Linked DNA regions of Mus musculus: all the other regions are linked to region 4. Evidence: chromatin contacts called from public Hi-C, HiChIP or PLAC-seq and promoter capture Hi-C data. All regions are on one chromosome and are shown on one strand. The core of a region is the stretch at or near the end of the contact, and the rest is flanking DNA. Distances in the headings are between cores, read along the strand shown. Region 1 overlaps Fat3 (FAT atypical cadherin 3). Region 2 overlaps Fat3 (FAT atypical cadherin 3). Region 3 holds the start of Mre11a (MRE11A homolog A, double strand break repair nuclease). Region 4 holds the start of Slc36a4 (solute carrier family 36 (proton/amino acid symporter), member 4). Region 5 overlaps Fat3 (FAT atypical cadherin 3).

The links. Promoter capture Hi-C pulls out the DNA fragments that hold promoters and counts their contacts. Hi-C and Micro-C count contacts between places; a contact is called where the count stands out from the background. HiChIP or PLAC-seq counts read pairs in DNA pulled down with a chosen protein or histone mark.
Region 1: an H3K4me3 HiChIP or PLAC-seq map of bone marrow-derived macrophages shows a contact between it and region 4, with 7 times the contacts expected there. The contact joins the enhancer-like site here to the promoter of Slc36a4 in region 4. A contact is called at or near these places in 3 of 39 promoter capture datasets (embryonic stem cells, hippocampal neurons and pre-B cells), 2 of 484 Hi-C or Micro-C datasets (bone marrow-derived macrophages and macrophages), 3 of 115 datasets of contacts at active chromatin or transcription factors (astrocytes and bone marrow-derived macrophages) and 1 of 9 other capture datasets (macrophages).
Region 2: a contact with region 4 is called in an H3K4me3 HiChIP or PLAC-seq map of bone marrow-derived macrophages, with 5 times the contacts expected there. The contact joins the enhancer-like site here to the promoter of Slc36a4 in region 4. A contact is called at or near these places in 1 of 484 Hi-C or Micro-C datasets (bone marrow-derived macrophages), 3 of 115 datasets of contacts at active chromatin or transcription factors (bone marrow-derived macrophages, embryonic hindbrain and neural tube) and 2 of 9 other capture datasets (embryonic stem cells and macrophages).
Region 3: a promoter capture Hi-C map of pre-B cells shows a contact between it and region 4, with 6 times the contacts expected there. The contact joins the promoter of Mre11a here to the promoter of Slc36a4 in region 4. A contact is called at or near these places in 2 of 39 promoter capture datasets (liver and pre-B cells) and 2 of 9 other capture datasets (adipose tissue and liver).
Region 5: a Hi-C map of cortical neurons shows a contact between it and region 4. The contact joins the enhancer-like site here to the promoter of Slc36a4 in region 4. A contact is called at or near these places in 3 of 39 promoter capture datasets (embryonic stem cells, hippocampal neurons and pre-B cells), 1 of 484 Hi-C or Micro-C datasets (cortical neurons) and 3 of 115 datasets of contacts at active chromatin or transcription factors (astrocytes, bone marrow-derived macrophages and large pre-B cells).

The regions. Positions count from the first base shown.
Region 1 is chr9:16,304,134-16,306,833 of GRCm38.p6, reverse strand. All of the region lies in intron 2 of Fat3 (FAT atypical cadherin 3), which reads left to right. Among named protein-coding and RNA genes, the nearest start is that of Fat3, 200 kb to the left of the region's middle. Within about 2 kb of position 1,338, at least 19 of the 459 cell types and tissues checked have an H3K27ac peak or open chromatin away from gene starts, as enhancers often do. A contact at or near this core is called in bone marrow-derived macrophages, where this site is marked.
Region 2 is chr9:16,227,738-16,230,437 of GRCm38.p6, reverse strand. All of the region lies in intron 3 of Fat3 (FAT atypical cadherin 3), which reads left to right. Among named protein-coding and RNA genes, the nearest start is that of Fat3, 270 kb to the left of the region's middle. Within about 2 kb of position 1,322, at least 8 of the 459 cell types and tissues checked have an H3K27ac peak or open chromatin away from gene starts, as enhancers often do. A contact at or near this core is called in bone marrow-derived macrophages, where this site is marked.
Region 3 is chr9:14,783,241-14,786,047 of GRCm38.p6, reverse strand. It overlaps Mre11a (MRE11A homolog A, double strand break repair nuclease), which reads right to left and starts at 1,394. Exons shown (of 20, transcript NM_018736.3): 1 at 1,291-1,394; 2 at 520-617. The coding sequence starts at 539. Ankrd49 (ankyrin repeat domain 49) reads left to right here and starts at 1,475. Exons shown (of 3, transcript NM_019683.4): 1 at 1,475-1,528.
Region 4 is chr9:15,708,353-15,711,068 of GRCm38.p6, reverse strand. Slc36a4 (solute carrier family 36 (proton/amino acid symporter), member 4) reads right to left here and starts at 1,331. Exons shown (of 11, transcript NM_172289.5): 1 at 1,232-1,331. The coding sequence starts at 1,277.
Region 5 is chr9:16,281,138-16,283,837 of GRCm38.p6, reverse strand. The region is part of intron 2 of Fat3 (FAT atypical cadherin 3); the gene reads left to right. Among named protein-coding and RNA genes, the nearest start is that of Fat3, 220 kb to the left of the region's middle. Within about 2 kb of position 1,262, at least 15 of the 459 cell types and tissues checked have an H3K27ac peak or open chromatin away from gene starts, as enhancers often do. A contact at or near this core is called in bone marrow-derived macrophages and cortical neurons, where this site is marked.

The DNA.
Region 1 (2,700 bases), core at 89-2,588, 600 kb before region 4:
AACACAAATGTACACACCATTCCCAGCCACAGCGCAAGCCTCCCATGTACCGATTCAGCCCTTCAGCGTCTGTGCCCTGGGGAGGGCAGTAAGTCTGGGATTCCTGCAGGTGACTCAGTGTCAAGAGATGTGGAAGTACTGAGGTGAGCACAACACTTCTCTTTGTACTCGATGTACAATGTTGTGTCAATGTACCAACCTTCCTAGATTTGAGATGAATGAATCAAGTATTGGAGAGAGGCCAAGACACCCTTCAGGGGGAAAAGCATCCCCATGAAAACCCCATGAACCTCAGATGAGGAAAACAAAGATTGAGGAATTTGAATAACCTGCAAAAGGCTTTCTAGTTCCTTAGCACAGAAGCTAATTTGAATAGCATCTTCCCACCTCCTTGTGCTTAGAAGCACATTCATGCCAAATTGAAGAGCTGGAACTCTTCCACTGGAAGACCTGTGTTTCTCTCTTCTCTGGGCTCAGATTTGTCAAGTGCTCAGTGTAGTGCACCTGACCCCTGCTTTCTGCAATTAGGGATGAAGGTCATTCATACTCTTTAATCAAAACTGAGAGCTTAGATGACTCTCCACTAACAAGTAGGCATTTTACCTCTGCAGTTAGCTATTTTACTCTCATGGCTCTGACCACTTCCTTCACGTGGTGCTACCTTGGCCACTGGCCCCTTTCTCCTGAAACTGGAATTCTGGATCTCCTGGCTTCCTTTCCCAGGCCTGGTCTTGGTTTACTGTAGTTGCTTCCCTAGCTATGAGTGAGTAGCCCCAGCACTGAGCTGTTTCAGCTGTATGCATACCCACTGCTTGAGGTCTTAAACTAACAAGTGATTCCTTCCAATTGCATTGGCTGTCTAAACTGCACCTCCTTCAAAGGCAGCAAGCAGAGGTGGCTCTTGCTTCAGTCTACATTGGTGCTCAGCGGACTGCTTCCTGGTAGCTATGGTGGGAGGGGAGTAAAATGGAGAGGATTTAAGGGGGAGCTTTATGAGTTAACCAGAGAGCTACACTGATGGAGAGCCTGTGTCAGCACCTCTAGTTTCTAGAAGCCCTTGCAAACCACATATTATTACCACACCAAGTTAGGAATCATAAGAACTGCATGAGAAGCAAAAGGGAGAGGCCTCCTGTATTAGACTGAGACAAGGGGATGTTAAATTGCAACTCCTCCAGAGTCAAGAGATGTTCCCCAAAGCCAAGAAATCCCCCAAAGACTGCTTATTCCACACATGGTAATTTTAGAATCTTAAAATAGCCCTGCCTTCATAGCTGAGCCAAGATGAGAGAGGGACAAGTTATAGACTGTATTCCCTTGAGCTGTTATTAGCAGAAAGACTTGTACCACTGTAATCTTGTTTTTCAGTCTGTCCTATTTCAGGCACAGAACAGAAAATCCTGCCTAACATGGGCTTCCGAATTCAGGATCCTCCAAAGGTCCAGAAAAGAAGCTGACAAAAAAGAACCTTGGTGTTTACTGGTGACAATTTACCAGTTTCAAGGGAGAAAGTATAGAATGGATTTTGTGTAGATCTGTGCCAGTTAATTACGTTATTTTTTTTCTTTCCTCCTTGACTGAGCCCTCATCAGATGATTGCCTAAGCACATGCCTATTCATGAAAGGGATTCCGTCCTACCCCAAGAGTGCCCAGTACACCCTAGAGAAGAGTTCCACCTTATTTCCAGGTTCACTGGGAGGTCATTCTGGGAAGGGTGTCCTAGTCAGTATGACTTTGGTGACAGCTAGGGAATAGTCAGTAAGGGGTTGTAACCAGCCTTCCATAGCTAACCCTGTCTTTGATTCCTTTGTGATAGCATTATTCTTTGGATTACCAAACTGGCCCCTTTGGATATTTCTATGACCTTGAAAATTAGAATAATTAAGTTTCCTCTGGCACAGCAGAGACTCGATACGCATAATTAACAGCAACTAGAGTTCCCTGGAGATCAAATTTATGAAAGACATTAAAGGAGAAAAGAAGCAGGCCTTTCTAAGAGAGGAGGAGTGAACATTGTACTGTGGACTACGAGTGTAAGGGTGTTCTGTGTCCTGTGCACAACTGTCTCCCAGAATTTGCTGGCACATTGTCTATTTTATTTTCCTTTGTCACACCAATCACATGAAACAGGACAGTGACTAACAGACTCTGAATTAAGGACCAGAGATAAGAACTGAAAATTCCTTTACAGGAGAGAACAATTTAATTGCACAGTCTATTAATTATTAACTTTATTGTGGGCAAAACACCTTGTTTGTTTGTTTGTTTGCTTGCTTGCTTGCTTGTTGGTTTGTAGAGGGGTAGCCTCAAGGGTATTCTTCAGATGCTCATTACCTATATTTTGCCTATTTGCCTGGAACTACTCAGTTAGGATAGGCTAGTTGTCCAACAATCCTTATGGATCTCTGTTTCCAGTTCCTATGTGCTAAGATTACACGCATCCCAGGACTTCTGGACATCAAAGTCATAATCTCATAAGACATGTATTTTAGTTAATAAAATACATACTTAGCCTCCAAACAATTTTTAGACCAGAACAATTGTATATGAATGTTTTATGTTTCCAAGCTGTGACCTCATCTTATGTATTTTGGCCATACAATAGACACCAGAGCAGTGAATTTGATCAAGTTATCGTGCTAAAGACTTTGTCAAACAACTTTTTTATAGCTCTATTTTCTCTTGAGTTCCCATCATAT
Region 2 (2,700 bases), core at 73-2,572, 520 kb before region 4:
CAAATGTTTGCAGAACTTTCCTCGGGACCATAAGTGGGGGCAAATTTCAGAAGTGAGCTATTTTGACAGCAAACAAAATCCTATAAATCACCTATGCTAACAGCTGGTTTGCATCTCACAGTTTAAAGGGTGTTTCAGGTTGGAACCACTGAGTCTGTAAACTGACCCAATCAGCGTCAATGTTCCCATACTTTCAATTGTTGGAGAATGGAGTTGAGAAATGTGCATCACTGCACAGGGTATTAGAGGCAGTCTGAACACTTGTTAAATAAAACTCAAAGTTTGTCCTGGAGAATAAAGTTTCCAAAGGTGGTATCAGCATCAGCAATGTCTGCAGACAGGGGACACAGGACAGCCAGGGCAGAAGCTCAGCAATGTCCTTTTCCTGTACTCAAGCAGTTCATACAGTGACGGACAAAGGCCTGGCAAGGTTGCTTTCGGGGGAGGGCAGTAAGGAAGACGGGCCACCTGATTCTCAGGTTTGCTATAGACTGCTTCCTGTGCTGACACAAGGTCCTTCGGATGACATTGCTCCCCAATAATAATTTTTATGTATGAGAGTGTTTTCCTTGCTTGAATATCTGTTTACCATGGACATGCTGTGACCATGGAGGCTTGAAGAGGGCATCCAATCCCAGGGAACTGTAGATGCAGATGGTTGTGAGTTACCATGAGGATGTTAGAATTATAATCTGAGTCCTCTGGAAGAGCAGCCAGTTCTCTTAACTACTAAACCATCTTGTAAGCCTCCAGGAGTATTATTCTTATTGAGTAATTATTCACCTATTTAGTCATTCTTTGTTAAATATTAAGTATCATTGATTGCAAATTCGCTAGTTGTCATGTATTTGTATTAGGCATTGGTGACATAAGCCTTCAAGAATAAGACTGGGTATAGCCTACAAAAAGAGAGCTTCCCACATTTCAGGGGCTCCAAGCCAATACTGAATAAATGGATGGAGAAGCATGGGCTTCAGGTTTTCTGTATCACTCCCATCAAACCAGGGGTTCTACATTCTTCTTTGTAGCAGGTAGTCCTTACTAAAATTATGGAGGCTGAAATTCTCCTAGTTGCCTTTGCTTTTATTTCCATTTGACATTTGAAGTGGTCTTGTTTGTTTTGAAAGAAAGCTTCTCTATGTATCCCCAGATATACGGGAACTTGCTTTGTAGACCATGTTGGCCTCAAACTCAGACACAGAGAGATCCGCCTGCCTCTGGCTCCCAAGTGCTGGGACTAAAGACGTGCATCACCATGCCTAGCCCTTTGAAATATTTTCAAAATGTCATCTCTGGATTCCCCTGCCTCTGAGGAACTGAAAGCAGCTTTTTAGCATACAAGTCACCAGGATATGCAGAGAACTGTCGCTTTCATAGCTGTCCAGATAGGACGACTAAGAAGTCAGTAATCTCACTTTAAATTGGTTTATTCTCAGTTACCATAAGCTATGTGAGTCACATCAGCTTTGTGCCAGACTTTAACACTGACTGATGTGGCTAATGGCTTTGCCCTGCTTAGAACAACATCGGAGTACCATCCTCCTTGGACATTATCTCTCTCTGTGCTTGATTTAATGTGATATAAGGGCAATAATAGCAGGCAATTATTTGTGAGGTGCCTTTTTACTTTCACATATAGGAGAAGTACAGGAGTTGGCCCTTGTTTGTAGAAATTCGAGTAGTGATTGTAATATACACCCACTTCGCAGCACTAGAATGCTTATGTAGCCTGTGACAGATTTAGAAAAACCATTCTCTGTTTCCCAGCGTCATTACAGGAGCTCAGTGGTGAGAATCTCAGAATCAAGAGAAGCTTATCTAAGTGTCACAGCCCCTCTGCTTAGGCCTGTCATCTTTTACCAGAGGTCAACCATTATATTGGCACTTAAATAAGTGGTGGGTAACAGAATAAGTGGAGGCAGATGCCTGTCAGCCTATCCACAGGAAAACTTGAGCAAAGTGATTTATGCGTCTGTCTGTCATTAATAAACAAACTAGCCAGGATCTGCTCGTCTTTAGTGAATGGATTGTTTTATTCTGCTTAATTGGTTCGTTAAAGATGAAATACTTAATTTAACAATCAGATATGAAAACCAATTCTGTATCAGCTACTGCTCCAGGTGCTGGACATAGGAAAAAGAGCAACCCTTTAGTCCTCATCCCATGATCCATGGGGAAGGAGGGCTGTCTCTCAGAGCACTTTCCAATCACTGCTGCGGATTTGTGTGGTGCTCAATCTCATTTTTATTGATCTGTATGGAACAATGGTTCCTTTTTCTGCCTTTTTATTTCCTCTACATTCCAAGCTCCTTGTAAAGCCAGAAGCTGTAAACAAAGGCTTTTATACATGTGGGTCACTGCGATGGCTCACCAGGTAAAGTTACTGAACTTGACTTCAATCTCCTGGACCCAAGTAGCAGACGAAGATAACTAACTATCATATACTATCCTTGAACCTACACACACACACACACACACACACACACACACACACACAGACACACACACATTTGCACATACATAAAATAAAAATAAAATAAAATATGTGGGTTTTGTGTGCTAGAGGTCTAAGTTTGTAATGCCAGTAACTCTAGAGCTCTAATTGAAAGCCCTGACAAAACTCTCTGGGACATAATTACCCATTATGTTTTTGATAGTAGTGCATTTGAGCTAATGTGATCTGTGGCTAATTTGATTGTA
Region 3 (2,807 bases), core at 145-2,644, 930 kb after region 4:
TTCCACTCTCATTCAGACCTCAAAATTAACTGGAAAGGAGTATTATTAGTCTAGTTATGCAAATGAAAATAAAACCAGGCAAGCCAGAGAACTGCTGATCTTCCTAACATTAAACAGCTAATTTTGACCAAGAACTTGAAACCAGAGTGGAAGACACCACTCGTGTTCAAGGATTTTCTTCTGCCACCTGACTTCTATAGTCCTTTTATTTCTTTCCATTTTGTTCAAATTCACTTCAACTAGGGTAACTTACTCTAAAGGACTATTTATAGACTCGAGACTAAGACAAAGCCAGAGAGCATGAGCCTCCCTGCATGGCCATGTAATTACTGCAACACATTCATCTATTGCTCCACCTCATTATTTATTTATTTATTGCTAATAAGCATAAGTATGTGCTTTTAATTATGCATGACAGACGTTTTGGGGGATACTCTATCCATTATTAAATTCTGTTGCTGTTTATATTAAAATATCACTTTTCTCGTAAGGTCATCACAATTAATATGTCAGGCTTACAGTGGATCTGTGGGGCTCATTTTTATAGTAGAGTTCCTCTGTACCAGGTTCCTCTCCAAGTGTTCAGGTATGTCAGAAAAACCACTCGAATCCAAACTCTAAAAATAAATACCAAAATGCACATATTATAAAGGTTGCACATATTTCACTAACATGAGCTCAGTTGCAGGGTAGACTTTTTGAACAAGCGCTAGTGATTTTGAGAAAGTCCTATGTACGTCTTCAACACTTACTATAATTGTTTCATGACCTAAGAACAGAAAGCCACATCCTGAAGTGAAGTCCTAATTGCACTATCACTACTATTTCTCTACTATCTTCTTCATGAGATTGGTGTGTAGTAAACCCCTGGACAGGAAAAATGAAACGTAACTTTCTACGTGCATAATTTAAGCTGCTCCGCGCAGGACTTTGAATCAGAGGCCACCCCATACTCTTAACACTAACATGGGTTTTATGGGGCAGCCCACATTTAAAGACAGAATAAATAACCAACACATGGTCTAAGTGGAACACCTCGCATCCCCAGCTCGGCGAAGGCGGCGCTGCCACTACAGGAGACCTCCCACCCGCGGGACTCCGAGGCGGACTCCGAGGCGGAACGCAGAGCCCGCATCCCTCCATGCCCACCCGGCCCGTCTTCCCTAACGGCCCCACGCACTCGGGGCTTCCGTTCGCCCCGGACCCGCACGCTACAAGACCGTAGCAAAGCCTAAGTTACCCAACATGGACTTGTCAGAGTCGACCAGGGAGGCCACAAGCCATCTCTACCTCAGGAAAAGGGGGCGGGAGTCTCCAGAACCACAAGAAAACCGCTCCCAGAAACCTGAATTAGGCGCGGGAGAGCGGCATCCGTACTTCTCGCGAGATCCATTGATGACGTGACATCACAGAATGTCTAGATTCTCATTGGCTACAGAATGGCTCCGTCACCTCACAGGAGCCAATCCTGAGCAGCGAAGGGGCGAACCCGGAAAGGAAGTTCTCGGTGAGGTTCTCTCTGTGAAAGGTGAGGCGCGTGTCCGGAGCGGTGGGGCGGGCGGCTGTGGGCGGCCGGCCACCTCGCAGGTAGCATCGTGGCAGAGTCTTCGCTTTGCGATTCGGAAGGCCTCGCCTGCTAGACCAAAGACCTTTCTTCCCTGCTTCCCCTGACGATCGCCCCAGAAGCCTCGGTTTTGTGTTTTCAGAGAACCTTGAAGAAAGTGCAGTAGAAATGATTTGGAGCCTTGAGTTAGAGCAGACCCCCTCAGGACCTCAGAAGGGCCCGTGTACCGCAGCGACAGTGATCTGTCAGTACCCGAGCGCAGGCCTCTGAAATGGGGGGCTCCACCCAATGAGATGAGAACTGGAACAGTTGCTATCTCTCTCAAAATGGAGGGTTCCCTTTAAATTAGGAAATGCATCCTATTCCTCCATAATAGTATGCATCGAGCTTTATACCCAGAGTCGAGATACATTTGGGTTTGATTTTTTAATTAAGCATACCAAGACAATAAGTTAAGAATTAATATGAAGGAGTTTTCAGGTGTGGGAAGGGGGGCTGCGATCTGTGCCATATTTTGGTTAGTGACATCTGTTAAGCGCTTAATGAATTGGTGTATAGTAGCTTTTTAAAAAATGAGTTTGAAGTGAAAGGAAATATTGAAAATGTTAAGAAAATAGTTCTGATAGTTCTTTTAAAAAAGAAAAAAGAAAAACACAATGCTGCCAAAACCTTAACAAATCCCTTAATGGAGTTTATAGGCCCTAAGAAGTCATTGGTCATGATTCTGATACTCTTGTCACTAGTGATGAAGCTTAATTGGACAATGGAATATTAAACTTGAAATTAAGTAGAACAAATCTATGAGGAGTGTGTATAACTAAGTTCCTCTTAGAGGCCATTCAGAGCAAGATTAAATGATAGGTCTTAAGTTTAATGATACAAATAGTTCTTAATGCAGGTTACATACAAATGGCATAATAATCTGTGTTAAAGATGGCCTATCCTTAAAAGCTTAATAGCAAAACAATATAAGACATAGCACCTGAAATAATAAACATTAGATTCTAATTGGGTCAACAGAAAGAAGTGGTAACACTAACAATAGCAACAAAAAACTGCCAAATTCAACAAATATGGTTAAAAGATTGATGGTTTTCAAAGTAACTTCTCATTTTCTTTAAGGCTTATGTGCTAGGTAACTCTTGAAGTTGATGTCAGTGTATAAATTAATATGGCAGTTTATCAGAAGACTAATCTTTTAGGACTGGGTGAACTATGGTCCTCCTGTGTACTCACTGTCAGG
Region 4 (2,716 bases), core at 82-2,581:
CACACTGGCCTAGAACTCACTGTGTGGCATAGGCTGACAGCCCGCTTGCCTCAGCCCCATAACACTGGGTTTGCAAGTGTGTACTGCTACCACACCAGCTTTATACATGCTAATGATAACATACTATCCCGCTCCTGCCAATCTCCTCACAGCTCAACAACATGGGTTGAACTGAAGAGTCTCATAAACTTGAGTTTGTAGTAACAAGGCCCTGCCTTAGGCAAGAACAATTGCAAGACAAAAGAACTTGCCTCCCTGAATTCTAGTGTGGATCAAGTAGTCATTGGCTAGCATAGTATACAGCACCCTGCTTGACAGTCTGTTCTCAATGAAAGTTAGACTTAGAATTTCTACCTTTGTTGAAAACAACCATGAAGTGTTGGCACATTATTATAGGCATGCCAGTCTATAAATTACTTCAAAGTATGTTTTAATTTAATCTCTTTCTTTAAGAAATATTTCTTAACACAGTGTGCTGCTAGGAGGACATCTTTCTATCCTGATCCTGGCTTCTGTTTTCTTTCTGGCAGTAGTAAACAGAAGCAAGCCTTCCAAAACCATGGAAACAGAGCGCTCAGGGCCTGTCAGAGCCCAGGTACGTGCTATTTTTCAGGCAGCAATGTCCCGTTAGAACAGCTGCGCAGCGAGGAGTCAACGGAGGCTTCAGCTGGAGATGCCCAGAGTTGAGATCCAGGCTCAGAAAAGAAAACAATGATAACTTCCTTAAAGCATCCTGGAAAAAAACAGAGTGGCAGCAGTTCCCGCCTCCCTTTGACGTGGACAAACGGGGCGACTCCCCGCACTGACGCACAGTGCTACAAGCACAGGCCCGTGGACAGACAGATGGACAGAATGACAGGCATACAAAGACTGACAACTCAAAGGCAGACAGACCTCACACTCGGTGCAGCGACCTGCAAGGCCCCGCCAGGCCTGGGGACCACTGTTCTGTGCTGGTCCTAGAGGAACTCACGCCAGCCAGGGTCCTGGGACCCACCAGCCTCTGCCTGGAGTCTCTGCATACGCCGTCACCCCGCCATCCCGCCATCCCGCCACCCTAGTGCTCAGTGCGCGCGCAGAGACACCCCCACCCCCTACCCCCCCCACGGCCAGGCGCGCGAGACACCGGGAGCCCGGATGCCGCCGCAGCGGACGCGAAGGCCGACGCGCCCTCACTGCGAACGCGGGAGACGCCCACGCCCCGGGTTGGGTCAGGCCGGCAGACACCCACCGAGCTCCTCGCATCCCGCCGTCTCCGCCGGCGCCGGCGCTTCCATCCCTCGGGGGTCTCCAGGTCGCCGCCGCCCGCTCTGCCGGCCGCACCGCCGAGCATGCGCAGAGCCGCCCCGAGGGGCGGGGCCCGGGCTGGCCTTGACCGTAGCCCACGCGGGTCTGCGCCTCGGGGTGACAGGCGCGGCGCCTACAAGCTGAGGAGCGATCCTCTGAATCCCCGGGCTTCGCATGCCGGAAGAAAGGGCCTCGGACCACGCAGAAAGCAGGCAGACTGCAACTCCCGACGACCGACTGGCAGTGTTCCTCCACCCCAATTGACACTAACAAACGCAGCTAGATGTAGGCTCCTGCACTGGCATCTTAAAGACAGCTAACACTAGGGTTAAGGCAAAGAGGGAAGTGTCGACATCCACTATCAGGCACTACACTACATTGTCATATGGTTCTTTGGTCATATGAGAGACAGCGCAATGCAGTCTGTAAGTCACTGTGCCACTGTCCACACAAAGGGTAAGACCCTTCGGTAGCACCACCACCAACAACAACAACAACAGTAAGCCAATGAAGGCAGGGGAGGGATCTGCCACTGCAGCAGGGATTCTCAGTCTGCATACGAAGCTGGCTTGCGGAAACCGTTTCAGCCTGCCTATTAAGTATTGCCTACTTTCAACTTTAAAGTGGCTTCACTATCTGCTGACTTCCAGAAGGAGGGGCACCTTCTCCCTATCATCGGAACAACTCTATGGGTGGACCTAGGAAATGCAATGACAGTACCTGGAAGAGCCCTCACTGTTGCTAACAACATGACCTTTACTGCAATATCTTTGTTTACTCTTCGTGACTGACTCATCCAACTGAAAGCTAAGAAAGACAATGGTGCGTGAGTTTAACTTACTTTGAAAAGGCTCCACACTGTGCTAACAGAGGTTTTTTTTTTTTTTTTAAATAAATATATGGCATGGACTGCCTTAGTTAGGGTTTCTATTGCTATGATAAAGCACCATTGACCCAATGCAACTTGAGGTGGAAAGAGTTCACTTCAATTGGAAGTCCATCACTGTGAGGACAGGAACTCAGGTCAGGAACTGAAGAAGCCATGGAGGGATGCTGCTTACTGGTTTGCTCTGTGTGGCTTGCTCACACTGCTTTCTTATAGCACCCAGAAACGGCTCCTCATTGCCGGCACTGAGCTGGGCCCTTCATCAATGAAGACAATACTACCACAAGCTTGTCCTCAGGCCAATATGGAGGCATTTTCTCAATTGGGGTTCTCTCATTTCAGATATATCTAGAATTGTATCAACTTTGCAAAATACAACCTGCACATTTACAAAAGAAAACTAGAATGGCTCGGAAAGGTGAGGACGCAGCAGCCAAAAGCAGAGCAACGGACAAGGGAAACTGAGGTCTGGGATCCGTCCAGCAGCTCTGGACTCTCTAGTCAGGAAGTTGAGAGAAAGGCAGCAACTACACATCAGAGCTG
Region 5 (2,700 bases), core at 13-2,512, 570 kb before region 4:
TTCACTTAACGTTATGTTGACTGGTATACCTGTATTCTGTGGTGACCACTTGAAATCAACTGTCTAGGGTTTTATACTCATAGCAGTATTTATCATTTATGTAACTCAGTTTCAAAGCCATTCTTATGATACATCTAAGTACATTTCAATAGCAAGCAAAAACACATCCAATTCAATTTGCTTCTGTCTTTCCTATCTTATCATGGAGGTCAAAATGTTTTCATGGACCATCACGTTGCCCATATACCACCTGCTTCACACATATAAGAAGGGCAAGCCCAAAGACTGTCACAATTGTCACCGCAGAAATTGAGGGTAGTAGACAGTTACTTACACTGTCAAATCACAGTAGGTAGGCTATGCAATTCCAGTGTGAAATGTCCCCAGGACATTTGTGCCCAGGTGGAACTATTCCTAGAGATTTTAGATCACTTGGAAGATGGAATCTAGCTTCAGAAAATGGGTTGTTGGTGGCTGGGCCTTTATTTTTATAGCCTGGCCTCACTCCTTTTCCTCTCTGCTTCTTGGTTTGGGAAGAGGTGAGTCAGTAGCCTCTTGTTGCTGTCACCATGGATGAGTTGGCACTTTCCCTGCCACACAGGACTTCTGCCCACACAAACTCTGTGCCAAAGTAAACCTCTCTACCCTCAACTTTCTTCACAGTGAGGTATAAAATAACTAAAATACGTATTTGCTGATCTGTGAGAATGAAAATGTTAGCCCTTGCTCTCATGAAAATTTCTCCAACATTGATGGAGAAACTCATGGCCACTAAACCATAGCACTATTGATCAGATAAGCCAGTTGAAAACAAAGCATAAAACTAAATTCCATCTTGAACGTAGTAGCACTTGCCAGCATCAAGTCTTCCTTGTAGCATGTTACTCTGCTTGTTTATTTCTTCTGTACCCATGACCAAAATGGGAGCTCCTGTCTTGCGCAGAAGGCCAGGGGCCAGAGTGGTAATACAAAGTGTAAATGGGATCCTCTCGCTCTGGTTAGCCTTTCTCCATGTGCTCTTGTTTAAACTCTGAACACCTGGTGGAAAGTTCATTAATGGACTTTATTAGTAAATCCAGAGGGACCATAATTGGTCTTCCATTTGTTATTTTTAATTGAGACTGTCTGACAGCTTTATAAAACACTTCCCACAGACAAGGATGGGGATTTCTATGGTAACATGAGGCCACTTGCTCTGGATAACAGATGACAATGAAGATGCCTCTATTTTTGGGGTTTAGGGTGTGAAGTGTATTTTTGTCCATTGCCTCATGCTGTGTGTAGGTGGCAAACATAGCATGCTAAAAATACAAGCTGTCAGACTCTTACTTAGGGATGGAATAAATAGGTCCAAAGTACTATATATGTACATATACAATCTAAACTCCCCAAATACAATGTGTCTGTCCTCTTTTCTAGATAAATCTGTTCTATTCCTCACAGAGACTTGTTTAAGTAGATGCATCTTTATTTTAAATGCTCTGTTGAGTTCTCCAGACCTGACACTCTCACCAAAATCACCTGCTCACCCACACCTACCTTGCTAGTCTGCTAATTTACTTTATTGTCTGTATTCAAGCTTGGAAGCAAGTTTATTGAAAGTGGAAGCGGTGGCTCACAGTGCTGTAGCTCTTACATTTATCACAGCTGTGACGTGATCCCAGAGCAGATGTTAAGTCGACATGAAGGTTGAGTTCATTCATGGTTCACTGAATTCTTCTGTGTCTACACTGGAACACACGGACAGTTAGAGAGCTCTGGTCTGTGCAGGTCATAACCATGTTTGACCTGAAGTCACTTACAACTCTGTCTGTTAAAGGGTAGCATGGTGTGCATCTGTGAGAGTATCTGGCTCATTAGAAATCAGTACTACTTTCCTGGATAATGTTTTTAGCACAGAAACCAGAAGACTTACATACTTTTGAGTAAGTTAGGATGCTACATACATTCATGGAGTGTTCTTGGAGAATACTACAGCACGGACGTTATTTAAACAAAGTAGCCATAAGTTAAACACTGATTTTATAAAGCCACGTGGATATTTCCAAACATAATAAAACAGATTTTGGCTCTTGAAAACTTGGGTTTTGTTTTCAAGTTATTTTGTTTCAAAATGTAGAAAATCTATAACTAATTGAAGAATGCCTTGACCTCTCTGAAGCTAAGCTTGCTCCTAAAACAAATGTTTCAACAAATCATGGCATAAATGTCCCTGGTCCTGACAAATTGGAGTCATTTCATATTATTTTGCTTATTTTTCTTATTAAAACTATGTCTTCTCCAGACCTCACACTCTGTGGTTACATGTCTACATAGTCGTCGACATCTCTTTCTTTCTTCTAGCGTCTCCAGCATTATCCTTCATTCCTGCCACCCTAGTGATTATTCTATTCTATTACTACTACTGCGTAATCCCAACTGCTCATCTCAAGAAGAAGAGTTGGAAAGTGAGGTTTGGGGGCTAGGCGTGAGGATGACTGACTGCATGTGAATTGTTTTTGTTGTTGTTGTTGTTGTTCTTCGAGACAGGGTTTCTCTGTGTATCTCTGGCTGTCCTGAAACTCACTTTGTAGGCCAGGCTGGCCTTGAATTCAGAAATCCGCCTGCTTCTGCCTCCCAAGTGCTGGGATTAAAGGCATGCGCCACCACCGCCCGGCGTGAATTGTTTTCTAGGAGAAATAAGCTACCCTAGCCTCATAG